Linked DNA regions of Sus scrofa: region 2 is linked to region 1. Evidence: chromatin contacts called from public HiChIP or PLAC-seq data. All regions are on one chromosome and are shown on one strand. The core of a region is the stretch at or near the end of the contact, and the rest is flanking DNA. Distances in the headings are between cores, read along the strand shown. Region 1 overlaps UPF1 (regulator of nonsense transcripts 1). Region 2 overlaps KLHL26 (kelch-like protein 26).

Region 1 (2,700 bases), core at 145-2,644:
ATCTTAAAGCTCCATGGAGTAGCCGAGTCTTCTGGGAAGGCGACTGGGGCTGAAAAGGGACCCCACCCTCACCTGCACAGCAGCACCACAACTGAGTCAGCCTTGGCAGGGATGAAGCCGAGGAGGAAGACATTGCGGCAGCCACAGTTATAACACTCCAAAACCGTCTCCCCCAGGGGCCCATCCTTGTGCAGAGTCACCTCTTTGCATTTTGCCCTCACGAGGTGATTTACGATGTGGCTGAAACCAGGAAATGATAAATAGTTAACACCCAAAGTTTGGCTTTTCACCACTTCCAATTTTTGAGCCCCGTTAAAAGTTCCGGTACCGTTCACGGTCCATTAACAGGAACGGTCACACCTCATCCATCTGGCATCCCAGGGGACCAGCCCGCCCCTGAACTGGCTCCCCACTGAGCATAAAAATCAATCCGACTCAAACCATTTTTAAGGAAAACTTCCCTAACACGTTTCACATAGTTCCTGCTTCTCCCCTGCTCTCACCCCTCCCCAGTTCCTGCTTTCTTAAATCCAACTTATCAGGCCTGACTGAATCTATCTCTGGGGCCAAGGCTGCTGTCCTGGAGAGGCAGGAGGCTTGCCCCTCCCACTGCTCCTCTTTGCTCCCTGTAGTTTCTCTGCTGCTCCTTTCAAAATCACTTCTCATGGCCCCTGTGCCTGCTTCCAGGAGCAAAATCCCTTCTCATTGCTGCAGGCCAGGAAACCTGATAACCAAATGTATTAGAAACCTGAGGACAGTAAAAAATATGGAGTGGGGGCAGGGGATGTGGGGTGGTCAGGACTATTTTCCGGAAGCACAGGGCCAGCTCTGAACTGTCTGAAAGCCCTGCCACCTTGGCTCTTTCCTTGCTGCGTGTGGCCAGGGCTCTGCCATCCTTCTCATTTCCAGCTCATGGCTCACCTAAGCCAGGGCCTTACTGAGTTCTCCAGTCACTGAATTCCACCCGCCGTCATGCCAGCCACACTCTGGGGCACCTCAGGCTCTCCCAGCCACCCCTGCCATCTGCGGCCTTGCTGCAGGTTTGTCAGATGCTAAGCATGCCTATGGGGCCTCCAGCCTTCCCTTTGCATCACCTTGGGAAACCCTCCTCCAAGCTACGGCTCAGATGCCAACATCCTAACCCTCTTTGGCCCCAGGAAGACTGTCAGATTATCTAACTAATCATCACTGCTCTCAGTACCTCCAAAGCCCCCCAATTCCCTCTGGAGCCACCACCACTGGCATTCTACCAGAATCAGTGATTTTCTCCTGTTTTTCTATGCTCACCTCACCCCATTACACTGGAAGCTTCCTGAGGACGAGTGGCTACCCCTTCACCCTCACAATCTGACCTTGCACAGAATACACAATACTGGTTGACTGAGGGTTTTCCCTTAGAGGCCCCTTGCTCACTTCCTTGATTTTGGCTCTGCTGACCGGAAGCTGGGGTTGCCAGCTAAGACAAGTTTTATTTAATTGCTTTTCCTGCAGAAGAGGAACTAACGCAAACAGAGTCACACTTACATTACCCAGAACATTCAGAAGACAGGATGCCAGTCTCTTCTGATTACTGTGAAGATGCTCTTCCTTTCCAATCTCTAAAGAAAACCAGCCCCCTTTCTTGCTTCACTCAGAACCCCACCACTAACTCCAAGGTGGCACAAGATCTGACTATCCTGTGTCCTCAGGCCACATGATGGTGAACCCTGGTCCACAGCTGCCAAAGCACAGGAAGAGTAGGGGCTCTGTACAAATAAACCTGCCTATGAATTCGGTCACTTTATTTCTCTAAAACACGAACCTCAGAGGAAGGTGACACCTTCCCTTTCCCCGAGGCATATGGAGGTTCCCAAGCTAGGGGTTGAATTGAAGCTGCAGCTACCAGCCTATGCCACAGCAACTCGGGATCCAAACTGTGTCTGTGACATAAAGCACAGCTCATGACAATGCCAGATCCTTAACTGACTGACTGAGTCCAGGAATCAAACCCTCATCCTCATGGATACTAGTCAGGTTCATTACTGCTGAGACACGACGGGAACTCCAAAGATGACTCTTGCTGGCAATTTGGAGCCTTGTCCCAAAGATATTCTGCTTTGCTTCTCTACGGCAATGGAATGAGTCGCTGCATATCATGGCAACCCTGAAGGAGCCACTAGGGCCAGACCCATGTCAGCAGTGGGGGCTGAGGAGTCCCACTTGAGCTTAGACAAACGGACTCTCCCCTGGAGTCCGAGTACCCGCACAATGCTGGTCTCACCCCAAACACAAAACAAGGGACCCAGTCACAGCTGCTGCTGATCAACAGCAGGAAGGGAAGCCCAGAGTCAACGGTCAAGTGAACTTAATTTAATCTGATGATTCAGGATCTGGCCCATATTAGCCTCAGGACTGCTCCGATGAGCTAAGGCCAGAGGGAGCCTCCTCAGGAAGCGGCTCCCATGGATGCCCATTAGTGTCTTGGGAACATCCTCCCCAGGCACCCAGTAATGAAGATGAATAGGCATGCCAGGAGCTCATCTTGCAGAAAAATATAAATAAAAACTGGGAACGAGAATTAAGCCAACCCTACTTGCATAATAAAAAGAACCGCAGAGAATAAATCAAGGGTAAATACATTAAAGCATTCACACACCACCATCTGTTTCAAGTTAAACCGGTCACAGAGGAGGGGAAAAAACCAGGTTTGTTAGCGTGATT
Region 2 (2,774 bases), core at 23-2,522, 190 kb after region 1:
GGGATAGAGGGATAGATAGAAGCATGGTTGGATGGATGAAGAGGTGGATGGAGGAGTGAGGTGGCAGGTGGATGGCTGCAAGGTGGCAGCAGTGGCCGGGGCCTGACTCCTACCTCTGCTTGCTGCTGGTACCTGCTCTGTTACCCGCTCCACGTGGCCCCCTGGTCCAAGTCCTGGGACGGGGTATGATATCCTTTGACTGGGCTCAACCAGGAAGCCCTTGGCAGGCTCCTCTCTAGGATGTCTGGCCTCACCACTCTGCTCATGTGTTCCCCACGCTGAAGGGCCAACTCCTTCTGACCCCTCACCACTCCAGTGTTAAAACCACTGTGGGGTTAACACTTCTCCAGCCCCCGCCCCCTCCCTGCAGTGCACATGGGCTTCCTTCCCCGGAAAGGGGGGTGAGGAAGGCTTGCTGGTTGATCTGTGGGCGAATGGTTGGTGACCAGACTCAGCCTGCACACCGCCTGCCTTTATCGAGGCAGCCACTGCCTCCCTGTGAAAGGTCAGCAAGCTACACATGCCCCCTACTGTGAAAGTCCAGCAACTCTAAATGCTAAAATGCTGGAAGCATGCCTAAGGCTGGAGTTGCAGGGCAGCCCAATGCCACCAGCCAAGGCACAGCAAACACCACCCAGAGTTTCTGCAAGTGGAGCATAAACACTTGTGTGTTCCCAGCCTCCCTGCCTTATGGAACCACGAGCTGCTGTTCCCCCTCACATGACAGAGGAGTGGAGAAAAGAGAGAAAGTGAAGCCCTCCTGGGATGGACCAGACTTCACCGAGGCGAGCACATGGTTATGCCTTTAACTACAGTCCTGGAAGTTCTCCAAGTGGAGGCTGCAGTGGGGCTGCCCTCCATGACTGTTGCTTCACTGGCATTTTGTCACACACACCCCCAAACCCCGCCTCTGGAGGCTCTGGAGAATGCTCCATTCTCAATAGGATCACAGAAGACTCTGGGTGATCACATCTCCCCACTGCTGCTTTCCCCGGCTGCGGCTGCTTCAAATTCTAACATCCCTTTGAGAGGAGAGCTCTCCGGATATCCAGCCCAGCCCAGCCCAGCCCGCTCCCCACTCGAATCCTGTCTTTGACCCCGGTGGAATTTCACAGTTGTGGCGTCAGAAAAGCGGCTTCGGCCTTATCCTCGATCCTCGGGTGACCCCCCCTTGAGGCCTTTAAAAGCCCAAAGGTCCACCCCTCAAGACTTCCTCCAGGCTGAGCGTCTTCAATTCCGGAAGCTGCTTCCCTCACAGGAAAGGTCTGCGATTCCCCAAAGGTGCCGGTTACTTCCTCCGAATCACAATATTTTCAGTGTGCGGCGAGGTGGTCCACGGGAAGGGATCAGCCGCTGGGCTTCTCAGCGAGGGGTCTGAAATCACGCTGGATGCGCCCCAAAACCCTCTGCAGAGGAATGCTAGCCGACAGCTCTCAGAGGCAGGGGGAACAAGTTTTGTGAATCCTGAGCAGCCCTCTCTGGAGGGAATTGGGGGGAAAGGGGCGGAGGGAGGAGGCAGGGACCGGAGACTCGGGGTGAACAAGTGTTAAGAGCCCGTCTGCACAGCTGCAGAGCGGCTACCACAGGAGGAGGGCCGGTGGACCGTGGTGGGGACCCAACAGGCCCCAGCCCCCACTTCCCTCTACAGGCAGCTGGACAGAGAGAGCGGCTGGCTGCTTCCCGTCTTCGACATGGAGCTAAGATCCTGTCCGGAACGAAACGAAGCACATGCAAAAGGGTACGGCTCACTGGCTTCTCTCTGATAGGGCTGATTCACTGACAACATGCCTGTGAGTTTCTGTTTCTCAACCCGGGCCCTGTCATTAACTAAAATCAGGAGGAGGGTGACCCCTGCTCTGCCAGCCACGGAGGACTGTTCCAGAAGCCCCCACCCCCACCCCCCGGTCAGGCCAGCTCCTCTTACAAACCCATCCCAGGCTGTATGTGGAATAGCTGCTAGATTGTATCAGAGCTTCCACGGTGAAGCCCTGCCCTCAGGGAATACATATTCTAGGGGATACGGGTCCTTAAGAACACAGAATGTGGAGTTCCCACTGTGGCTCAATGGGATCGGCAGCGTCTCTACAGCACAAGGACGCAGACTCAAACCCCAGCCCAGCACAGTGGGTTAAAGGATCCAGCGTTGCTACAGCCGCAGCATAGGTTGAAACTTTAGCTCAGATCTGATCCCTGACCTGGGAACTCCGTATGCCGCAGGGCAGCCAAAAAAAGAAAAAATGTACAGGAGCACAAGGCAAAGGACAAAGAGGGGCAGGCAGCAGGGCCCTGGTGCAGAGTGGCCAAGCCCCAAGGAGGCAACACTGGAGTTGTGCAAAGCTCTGGGACAGGTCACTCCAGCAAAGAGAGAGCTGAGTCAAAGGCTCGGAAAGGGCCCCAGCGTGCCGCTGGAGACTGGTGGGCTGTGGAAGCACATGGGCCTGGTAGATGGGCACCTCCTCACCATGGGGACTGAGGGAATCACGTGGAGACGTAAATTTTCTTTTTTTTGGTTGCACTCACGGCATGTGGAAGTTCCCAGGTCAGGGATCGAACCCACACCACAGCTGTGGCAACACTGAATCCTTAACCTGCTGCACCACAGGGGAACTTCTATGGAGAAGTAGATTTTGTTCTGAGAGTAAGGAAGCCCCTGGCAGGTGTCAGGCAAGGGAGCGGCACAGGCCACCACCTGCCTTGGGAGGCCTCCTTAGGCTGGAGTGGGGGACGACAGCCAAGAGGGTAAGAGCCAGTGGCGGCTCAGAGCTGGGATGAGG

The links. HiChIP or PLAC-seq counts read pairs in DNA pulled down with a chosen protein or histone mark.
Region 2: a contact with region 1 is called in an H3K27ac HiChIP or PLAC-seq map of alveolar macrophages. The contact joins two enhancer-like sites. A contact is called at or near these places in 2 of 47 Hi-C or Micro-C datasets (embryonic fibroblasts and epiblast stem cells) and 1 of 2 datasets of contacts at active chromatin or transcription factors (alveolar macrophages).

The regions. Positions count from the first base shown.
Region 1 is chr2:58,993,562-58,996,261 of Sscrofa11.1, forward strand. UPF1 (regulator of nonsense transcripts 1) reads right to left here. Exons shown (of 24, transcript XM_021083471.1): 4 at 73-240. Among named protein-coding and RNA genes, the nearest start is that of UPF1, 19 kb to the right of the region's middle. Within about 2 kb of position 1,395, at least 6 of the 83 cell types and tissues checked have an H3K27ac peak or open chromatin away from gene starts, as enhancers often do. A contact at or near this core is called in alveolar macrophages, where this site is marked.
Region 2 is chr2:59,182,804-59,185,577 of Sscrofa11.1, forward strand. The region is part of intron 1 of KLHL26 (kelch-like protein 26); the gene reads right to left. Among named protein-coding and RNA genes, the nearest start is that of KLHL26, 9.8 kb to the right of the region's middle. Within about 2 kb of position 1,273, at least 27 of the 83 cell types and tissues checked have an H3K27ac peak or open chromatin away from gene starts, as enhancers often do. A contact at or near this core is called in alveolar macrophages, where this site is marked.